Linked DNA regions of Mus musculus: all the other regions are linked to region 2. The links are chromatin contacts, called in public Hi-C and HiChIP or PLAC-seq maps. All regions are on one chromosome and are shown on one strand. The core of a region is the stretch at or near the end of the contact, and the rest is flanking DNA. Distances in the headings are between cores, read along the strand shown. Region 1 overlaps Cmip (c-Maf inducing protein). Region 2 overlaps Cmip (c-Maf inducing protein). Region 3 overlaps Cmip (c-Maf inducing protein).

Evidence for each region. Hi-C and Micro-C count contacts between places; a contact is called where the count stands out from the background. HiChIP or PLAC-seq counts read pairs in DNA pulled down with a chosen protein or histone mark.
Region 1: a contact with region 2 is called in an H3K27ac HiChIP or PLAC-seq map of embryonic stem cells, with 5 read pairs. The contact joins two enhancer-like sites. A contact is called at or near these places in 2 of 484 Hi-C or Micro-C datasets (embryonic stem cells and nephron progenitors), 3 of 115 datasets of contacts at active chromatin or transcription factors (bone marrow-derived macrophages and embryonic stem cells) and 2 of 9 other capture datasets (adipose tissue and liver).
Region 3: a Hi-C map of liver shows a contact between it and region 2, with 1.6 times the contacts expected there. The contact joins two enhancer-like sites. A contact is called at or near these places in 3 of 484 Hi-C or Micro-C datasets (Th1 cells, bone marrow-derived macrophages and liver), 4 of 115 datasets of contacts at active chromatin or transcription factors (embryonic stem cells, microglia and pancreatic cancer cells) and 4 of 9 other capture datasets (adipose tissue, embryonic stem cells, liver and 1 more).

What each region holds. Positions count from the first base shown.
Region 1 is chr8:117,409,003-117,412,034 of GRCm38.p6, reverse strand. Cmip (c-Maf inducing protein) reads right to left here. Exons shown (of 21, transcript NM_001163262.1): 4 at 613-774. Among named protein-coding and RNA genes, the nearest start is that of Gm39260, 13 kb to the left of the region's middle. Within about 2 kb of position 1,489, at least 33 of the 459 cell types and tissues checked have an H3K27ac peak or open chromatin away from gene starts, as enhancers often do. A contact at or near this core is called in adipose tissue, embryonic stem cells and liver, where this site is marked.
Region 2 is chr8:117,334,081-117,337,167 of GRCm38.p6, reverse strand. The region is part of intron 1 of Cmip (c-Maf inducing protein); the gene reads right to left. Among named protein-coding and RNA genes, the nearest start is that of Gm51554, 20 kb to the right of the region's middle. Within about 2 kb of position 1,522, at least 119 of the 459 cell types and tissues checked have an H3K27ac peak or open chromatin away from gene starts, as enhancers often do. A contact at or near this core is called in adipose tissue, embryonic stem cells and liver, where this site is marked.
Region 3 is chr8:117,436,309-117,439,155 of GRCm38.p6, reverse strand. Cmip (c-Maf inducing protein) reads right to left here. Exons shown (of 21, transcript NM_001163262.1): 10 at 2,237-2,590. Among named protein-coding and RNA genes, the nearest start is that of Gm39260, 14 kb to the right of the region's middle. Within about 2 kb of position 1,310, at least 23 of the 459 cell types and tissues checked have an H3K27ac peak or open chromatin away from gene starts, as enhancers often do. A contact at or near this core is called in liver, where this site is marked.

The DNA.
Region 1 (3,032 bases), core at 240-2,739, 75 kb before region 2:
AATGGAAGGGTTCATCTAGGGCAGTGGTTCTCAACCTGTGGGGCTTGGCCCCCTAGAGGAGGGGGGGGTCACCAAATAGACCTCTCACAGGGGTCACCAGAGACCACTGGAAAACAGATATTTACATTGCGATTCAGAACAGTGAAACTACAGTTAAGAAATAGCAACGAAAATAACTGAATGGCTGTGAGGGGCAGTGGGGGGGGGTTGTCACCATAACATGGGGGGCTGTATTAAAGGGTCCAAGTATCAGGAAGGATGAAACCCACTGCTTTGGGTCTTTAGAGGTCTACAGAGTTGGCACTTGACCCTGGGAGTTGCAGCGGCTGCTGTCAGAGCCACTATCCAAGATGTGCGTTTAACCTAGGGCTTAGCAAAAGTGACAGTCCCCTAAGCCTCCAGACAAGTTTAGAGGCCAACTAGAACCAGCAAGCTTGGTGAGAAACACTGGCTTCCTTAGTAACCACTGCAGGATGGCACACCACGGGTAGGTAGATCTCTCCTGCTCACCCAGATGGGGCTGAATACAAGATGGAAGTAAAAACAGACAACCTAGAGGATGGGGGTGGGTGGGGGGCTCGGCCGGCTGGGGGTGGGGGGCATGCATCTTACCTCTGAGAGCAGTTTTGAGACGATTTCCAGCGGAGCCTGGTTGATAGAATCATCCTGCAGAGGCGACGTGAGGGCCATGTCCACCAGCGTCCGTATCTCCTTCAAGACAACCTCCCAGCGGCTTGGGTTACTCAGGACTTTCTTGTATTTGTAAATCTTTTTCTGGGTGGAGAGAGAGAGAGAGGGGAGGAGGACAGAGGTGGTAATCCATCACTGACTTAGCAAACCACTCGAGATGACCAAAGGATGTCTCTGGCTGGGGTGAAAAGGGCCTGGGAAGTTGTCAACCTGGCCTGAGCTTTCCCCAAAAGGAAATGGATACATCAAGAAAGGAACAGACTCCATCCAAGGTCAAGGGTGCGTCTGCAGACAGGCAGGCTCCGAACGAACACCACCCTGCCGGAACGGAACGGCAGTTTCCCGCCCTGTTCCCAATGACACATAAAAAGGAATTAGAAAACTGTTTTTTTGTTTTTTTTGTTTTTTTTTTTTAACGTGGGGTCCTCCGCCAAACTCAGTCCCCAAGTCGCCAAACACAGTAAGAACAGGAATGTTCCCGGCCCACAGAAGGCTTTCTGTGAGCCGAGTGTCTTCTGCCTAGGTGGATCCTATGAGGTCTCTTGGCAAATGCCATTCAGACAAAGAGCTGGATGGTGAGGATGAAGGCCAGAATTCAGCTGCAGCCAGGTGGGGAGCGAGCCCAGGAGGAAACCAGGCAAGGAAAACAGAGGCATGCTCACCTCGCTCAGTGTTGCCTCCAAACCCGAATGGAGGGCAGGGCTGTGGCCTCCTGGATTTGAGGCACTCTTCTTAGTTCCGCCTCTCTGACATCATGGAAACAGAGTCCATGGAGGGCGGAGGTCCAAGCCAAGCACTCCCCTCCCGTCTCTGTCTCTGTGGCTGCCTGCCTGGCCCCATGCTGCCCCGGCTTGCTGGGACTCTCAACAGAATAAACTTCATCGCTTAAACGGATCTTAAGAGTCAGGACATCCCATGCCAATAGCTAGCGGAGGTGACATGCCACAAACTCTGAGTCAAACACTGAAGGAGGAGAGGGGGAAAGAGAAAGGGAGCGGCCCTCACTGATAACCCAGGCTCAACCTGAAGGTCACTGGGGTCTTCCTGGGACATTTCTGAATTAAGAATTATACAATGGTTTTATGACCCGGGCTCAAAAGGAAGTATCTGGAGGGCATATCCTAGCCCAAGCGGATGGGGATGGAACCAGGGTAAGAATGACTCCATTAAGAAACCTTTTCACCTTTAGGGCTCTATGTCCCACATCTCTAGGCAGAGAAATTCGTCCCAGTCTCAGAAACTCTGACATGTAATTTGTCTCTTTGGACACAAAAAGCACACCCGTCTCTTATCATGCACTCTGCTTTCCTGGTGCTACCTGCATCGTATGCATAAAACTTGTATCTATAAGCCATCTTTCTGTCTTGTTGCAGTACGGTGTCAAGCAACCCAGGGTGGTGTGGAACTTGCTGTGCCATCCATGTGCCTCCAACCTCCCAAGTGCTGGGATTACAGGCGAGCTCCAGCACACCCACCTCCCCGTGGTGTTTTTAAATTCTTCCCTCTCATCCCTTTCTTCCCTCGAGTTCCTTCATTGGCCTACCAGCCCCACGCCCCCCACCCCCTTCTCTCTTGACCTCATGGCTCCGTGCTAGAGCCTCCGTTTTCCACAGCACTCCTTGACCCACTGAGGCTGGCACCGGCTACAGCACAGAGGGTGGAAGAGAACCGAATCGGGTATAGGTTTGTACATTCTGAAGACAGAAGAGGCATGGCAAGTTCCACTGGGGCAGAGCACTCCTGTGACCATTAAATCGGCTGCGCTGACGAAGAGGGCGCTCAGGAGTGTGTCCCTAGCTCTCTTACTTCAATGACAAAATACACCCTGATCCAAATAGGCTACTTTGAACCCATCACTCGTGCGTTTTTGGCTGCTGGTGACTGACCTCCCACCTCTGCCCGCTGAGCTCCGGTCTCCGGTCTCACAGATTTCAATGTGTACTAGAGAACCACGCCCTTGTCAAAAGATCATTATTTGTTTATTTATTTATTTTAATTTCACCCCGATCACCAGGACAATGCATCCTCAGGGCAACCCCACAGCAGATTCCCCTTGTGCTCGGTGGAAGCTCTCAACGTGGAACCATTTTGGTGGCCAGCTGCAAGCTATTATGTTTGGAAGAATTACTTATTCCTCTAAAGATGATAGGCACTCATTTTAAAGAAAATTGAAACCATACTGAAAAGCACAAAGAGGAGAGAGAAGAGAGAAAGAAAGAAAGAAAGAAAGAAAGAAAGAAAGAAAGAAAGAAAGAAAGGAAGGAAGGAAGGAAGGAAGGAAGGAAGGAAGGGGAAGGGAAGGAAGGAAGGAAGAAAAAAAACCTCAAAAATCCTATAATCCA
Region 2 (3,087 bases), core at 273-2,772:
AGAGAGCGATCAATTCTATAGTATGTGTATTTTTACCACCATTTTATAAAAGCAATAAACATAAAGTCTAAAGGAACATTCAACTCTCAGACCCCAGTGCTTGTATCCTGGAACTCACTCTGTAGACCAGGCTGGCCTCAAACTCAGAGCCTCTGCCTCCCAAGTGCTGGGATTACAGGCATGCGCCACCACTGCCCAGCCAAGTATTTCTTTTTAAAATAGAAATAGCATTCCATAAGGAATAAGAAACACCAAGAAGTAACCCAGGGACTGGCTAGGTTGGCCAGGACACACAGCCAACAGGGAGAGGCACAACAGGTAACAGGGAGAGCCACTCCATCTAGCTGTGTGACCTCAGGCAAGTGACTTGACCCCTCTATTCCTTCATGTTTCATATGAAAGAATTCAACTAAAAAATACTGTGAATGCGGAATAAGCAAAATAGCACAGTGTCAAAGCAAGGCCAGTGAGTCCTGGGCAATAACAGTCCCCGGGAGTCCTGGAAGAACTGTAGAGGACAGAGAGTAGCGATGGCCCAAAGCTGCAGAGAAACAGAAAATAGGAGTGACTCAAGTTAACTGGGGGGGTGCCTCGCTCCTTACAGCAAAACAGCTCTAGATTAACATCGGCCAAATCCCCCTTTTTAAGAACAAGTAATGCTTGCTTGACCTTAAAACTTGGAGGAGTTGGAGCTAGAGAGATTGGCTCTTGCAAAAGGTTCCGGGTTAAGGACCCAGCACCTACACAGCAGCTCACAACCATCTTCAACTCCAGTTCCCAGAAGTCTGATGCCCTCTTCTGGTCTCTGCAAGCACCGAATGTACATGGTACGTGGACGTACACTCAGGCGGCACACATATATACTCAAACCATTTCTAATTAGAACAATTTTCTAAGCCACTAATTAACTAATTAAGACACACAAGCCTCTGACAACTGGGAAAAAATGTAAAACTTCTCTACATATAAATATTTTTAAACAAAAATCAAGAAGCTTAGAAAGAGAGAGAGAGAGAGACAGACAGACAGACATTGCTTGATAGGAAGAAGAGCTGAAAGGGATCAGCAGGGCAGGTGGCTCAGTTAATAAAATGTCTACCAACAAAGCATGAGGACACAGGTTCAAATCCCCAGCAACCACAAAAAAGCTGGGCAGGGCAGTACATGACTGCATCCTGGTGACAGAAGTAGTAAATAAGAGTCTTGGGGCTTGCTGAGCAGCCGGCCAAACTGGTGAGCTCTAGGTTCAATGAGAGACCCTGTCTAAAAATGGAATAAAAGTAGAGATGTACGCACACACCAACGGGTTCTCTACTTAAAAAGACAGCCTAGCCAAGTGCTTTTCAACAAAGACACCCATACAATTCAAAAAACAACAACAAAGAATTGCAGAGATTCTGCACTTCTGGTGAGAACACCAAGGACCGTCCCACACTCGTCAGAATGACCAAGCAGGCACAGCCTTATTCTCACAGCCAGCCTGGCAAGGGTACATTCCTGAAAGGCCTGGCCAGGAGACACAGCCTGGCCACAGACTGCCTGGGACGTGCCCAGGTGCAGGAAGCCAGACTCAGACATGTGGCCGCAGACTAGAGAAACGCCCCTTCTTATCCACAAAGGGGACAGTGGAGGCTAGCAGCCACGGGGTACCTCTCCTACTTTGTCGGGAGTTGGGGTGGGGGAGCAGGAGGCAAGATGAAAAGATGCCACCCCAGCCCACCCCGTGTCCCAGTCTCCCAGTGACAGACAGAGACGGGGATGGGAAGACCTCTGCCCTCCGCCTCCTTCAGGCTAGCGCCCTCCTCGCTGTCTTGCACAGACATGCCCCACTCTGTGTGCTCTGGAGCCTCCACACAGAAACTGTAGGGTGACATCAGTAAGAACAGTCAGGCACTCGGTGGCCGCCTGTACTCAGCAGGCAGACTTCAACAAGCCCAGCCCGCAGAGCTCTGGGGATTCAGTTGTTCACAGTGCAGCTATTCAATGAGCACCTAATGTGTGTCATCTGGGGTGGGGGGTGGGGAGGACACGGATGACAAGCAAAAAAACCCCAGCTTTCCTAGTGGGAGGAGACAGGGACAAAATAAAAACACCAGGCCTGTTCACTTCCGATAAGTGCTAAGGCAGGAAACAAGAAATAAATGGAAGAGGCGGGGAGGGCCAACCTCTCAGATGGTTGGGACATAAAGGTCTAAGAAGAGAGCAAAGGAGGCTCAGAAGAGACAGAGAGGCCTTACGGCCGGGGAAGGGGGGCGATGAGGGGAGGGCAGTGTGTTTGGAATCATTACTGCAAGCAAGAGAGGTGAGTTCTGCTTGTCACTGGTAGGCGACACATGGTGCCAAGGTCTCACAGTTAATCATTGAAAGACTGGCTAGGCAGGGTGAGAAAGGGTACGGGCAGACATACCCTATACTCATCCGCAGTGCCCCTGTGGGATGCCTTCATCCTGTCTGGAGGATGGTTGCCAGCCCCTGTCCCCAAGACACCTGGCTGGAAGCCCCCCACTGGCACATGGCTCAGCAGTGGGCTTTCTCCGCTGGTTTCCCCTCCCTAGCTCCACAGAGCCTCTCTGTACCTTGCGGGACAGAGTGGAGGGCAGCTGGCCCCAGTCCCTGGGGAGGCTCACAGCTATTAGCAGGACTTAAAGAGACCTAAAGGGTTACAAACAAGCTAGCCATCTACTGGTTCAATTTATTGGCCTGGCAGAAGAGGTCATTCAGGAAATATTTTCAAATCAGTGATGACCAGTATTCTAGGAGACAGCTGTGTGTGTGTGTGTGTGTGTGTGTGTGTGTGTGTGTGTGTGTAAAAGCCTTATGTTGACATAAGCACACACGTGAGCATGGCTTTCTACCCAAGTCCAAAGGTGAACTGTTTTACTGGCGTCTAATAATTAGGAAGTTTTTACAGTCAGCGTAAATGTAGATAAGCCGGTGAGGGCAGAACTCTGGGCCTCCACTTTGAAGCCCGGCTCAAACAGGTGTAAACTGTGACCTTGGGCGTAGCTAAGCCTCCCCTGCCTCCATTTCCTTGGTTTTGGATGACTGTGAACACCCCAGAGAACGGACAGGAAGCACAGGGCTTCG
Region 3 (2,847 bases), core at 61-2,560, 100 kb before region 2:
CTGCCTTGGGGAACTTGTAACTGATAAGAACAACACACTGACTGGCTGGCCACACGAACATCCTCCCTGCAGCCAGTGGCACCCAGAGTTCTGACTGGGGTTTTCTTCACCCTCACAAGGTCCTGTGAAGCGATGCCTCCGTTCCACAGCTTATCATCTTCTCTCCTTTTTCCTTTTATTGGTTTTCTTGAGACAAGACTGTAGATAACCCTGGCTGTCCTGGAACTCACTACGTAGACCAAGCTGGTCTTGAACTCATAGACCAGCCTGCCCCTGCTTCCCGAATACTGGGACTAAAGGTCTGCATCTCCACTCCTGGCTCCATCTTCTCTTTCTTAGCTCTCATCTGGATTGTACTTTACGCTACAGTTTACTCTCACCAAGAACCAAAGTACAAGGGGGAAAAATCATCCCATTACAGAAATCTCACAGCAGCCCTCCACAGAGGGGTACAAGACAAGGCAGCCGAGGCCTAGAGGAGACAGAGCACTGTCTCATGTTACTCAACAGATAAAGCCTTGTCTGTTAGACACCCATTTCTCGGCAACCTTGTGCCTGTTGAATGCCACAGTGTTCTTTCCCTAAGTTGTCAAGAAGTTAGCAATGTACCTTACCCTGACTCTTATCTTAGGACAGGAAACACTACCCTGTGACTGGTGCCTCCCACACACTGGGTGTCCATCTGTGTGTGGAAGTGTCTGCTCTGGGCTGGAGCTAGGTTGAACTCAGAGAGGCCACATGACCAGTTCATGTCACAGACTAGTTAGTGACACCTGAGGGCCATACACCCAGATCCACCACACCTAAACCTGCTTTCCTGATGCAAAACACACAGGAGCCCTCTAAGCTGCAGGGGGTTGTTGAGATCTAGCGAGTCTGAGAGCCTAGAGACTAGACACCTAATAGCGAGCTTGGTGGGACTCTTCCTGGCTCATCAGACTGGTTTTGTTTGTTGTTGTTTGTTTGTTTGTTTGTTTGAAGACTGGCTGACCTGGAACTCACTCTATAGACCAGGCTGGCCTCGAACTCAGAAATCCACCTGCCTCTGCCTCCCAAGTGCTGGGATTAAAGGCGTGCACCACCACTGCCTGGCTTCATCAGACTATTCTTAACCTGGACATGGCCTCTTGACCACTGACCCTGGGAGCTGCAGCACGCAGGAGGTCTGGCCAAGCAGGAAGGAGTACTCAATCATGAATGTCTGTAAGGGAGTTAACTTCTGTCAGTGGTGTGATGTCTCTCAGGCCTGCAAAGAACCCAGATGGCAAGAGGCCTGTGCTGTGGCCCCTGGGAAACAGCCCAAGGCTCTGGCCTGGACGGCTGCTACCAGGAAATGTAGCTTACCAGAGTCCACAGCCAAGAGCCCGGGGAGGCTTGGAGTGCTGTGGGTTTGGCCAGGAAAGAAACGAGACTCCTCCCTGCCTTATGGAAGCCCAGATCCGAGCTCAGTTCTCAGATGCTTGGAAAGGATTCTGGAATTTTTCTCCCTTTGGCTGTAGGATCTGTAGATTGAGTTATACCCTCCCTTGGCCTCAGCTGAGGGCCACAAGAGTCTGGCACTGATTTTCTGCCGGTCCCCTACTCCCCTCAAGGGCAACAGGAAGCACAGATAGATGATTGCTGCCTCCACTGTCTCCCTCAACTACAGGAGGGAGTACCGTCACAGATCAGTTAGTGCCACCTGGGGGACACGTACCCAGTTCTGTGTGTCACCATGTGTAACATGTATACACATCCGACTTTAGACACCATGGTCCTTATCTGGGAACACGGAGGACCCCAACATGTCCCACCCCCCTGTTCTGGTTTACGAGTCAAGTGGCTGGAGACACCGCCACCCTCTGAACCCTAACTCAGGTTGCCGTGTACCCACGACTGAGGACATTAGCTAAACGGCTGGTGATGTTACAGGATGCTGGAGAACCCTGACCCAAACTCCCAGATACACGTGCTTTTTGGTTTTTTTTTGAGAGCGTCCATTCAGTAGCTCATGCTGACCTAGTACCTACTATATAAGACCCAGGTTGTCCTTTAACTTGTAGTCATCCTCTTGCCTTAGCTTCCCTAGTATGGGGACACACCTGCCTCCGCACAGTTTGGTCTAATTGGAGCATGCGCATATACCTACCCCATAGGACTCAGGAGCATGCGCATAAGCCCCTTACAGAACACCGGCTGGCAGCAGGACCAGCCTCCCAAACCCCGCCCTCCCCACAGTGAGTTCCAGGGTACTCACAGCAGCTTGAGGATCTCCACGTGGCAACCGAGCGTGCGGCCGGCCTGGGGGCCCAGCTCGATGCTCATGGTCCCACAGGCTGGGCTGACCATCAGACAGTCAATAAGGTTGGGCTCGCTGTCGTTGCCCGTGCTGGCGGTCAGCGCCGGCTTGGCAGTGCTGGTGCGCTCCACCTCCACGTGGACCTCGCTGGAGGCCACAACCACCGACTTCAGCCGTGGCTCAGACAATGTGGCTTCCTGAGACACCAGGTCCGGGCTGGGGTGCAGCAGACGCAGAGGTAAGGTGGGCTTTCGGTCGCATGGCTGCTGGCAGCCGTTTCGGATCTCTTTCAGGCTGGGGGAGTTGTCGCGACTGGACGAGGAGAAGAGAAATGGCCAAGTGTGAGTGCGGTTCAGCCCTGGCAGCCGGAAGAGGCAGCGCTGAGCAGAGATTAATGAATCGCTCTACACTTGGGATGCTGAGGCAGGAGGATGCTTGCCCAAGTTTCAGACTAGTCTGGGCTACCTAGTGGGTCTCTTGTCTCAGAACAGCAAACTGAAAACACAACAACAACAACAACAACAACAGCGACAAAACCAACCAAACAACAAACCAGAAGGCCATTGGTG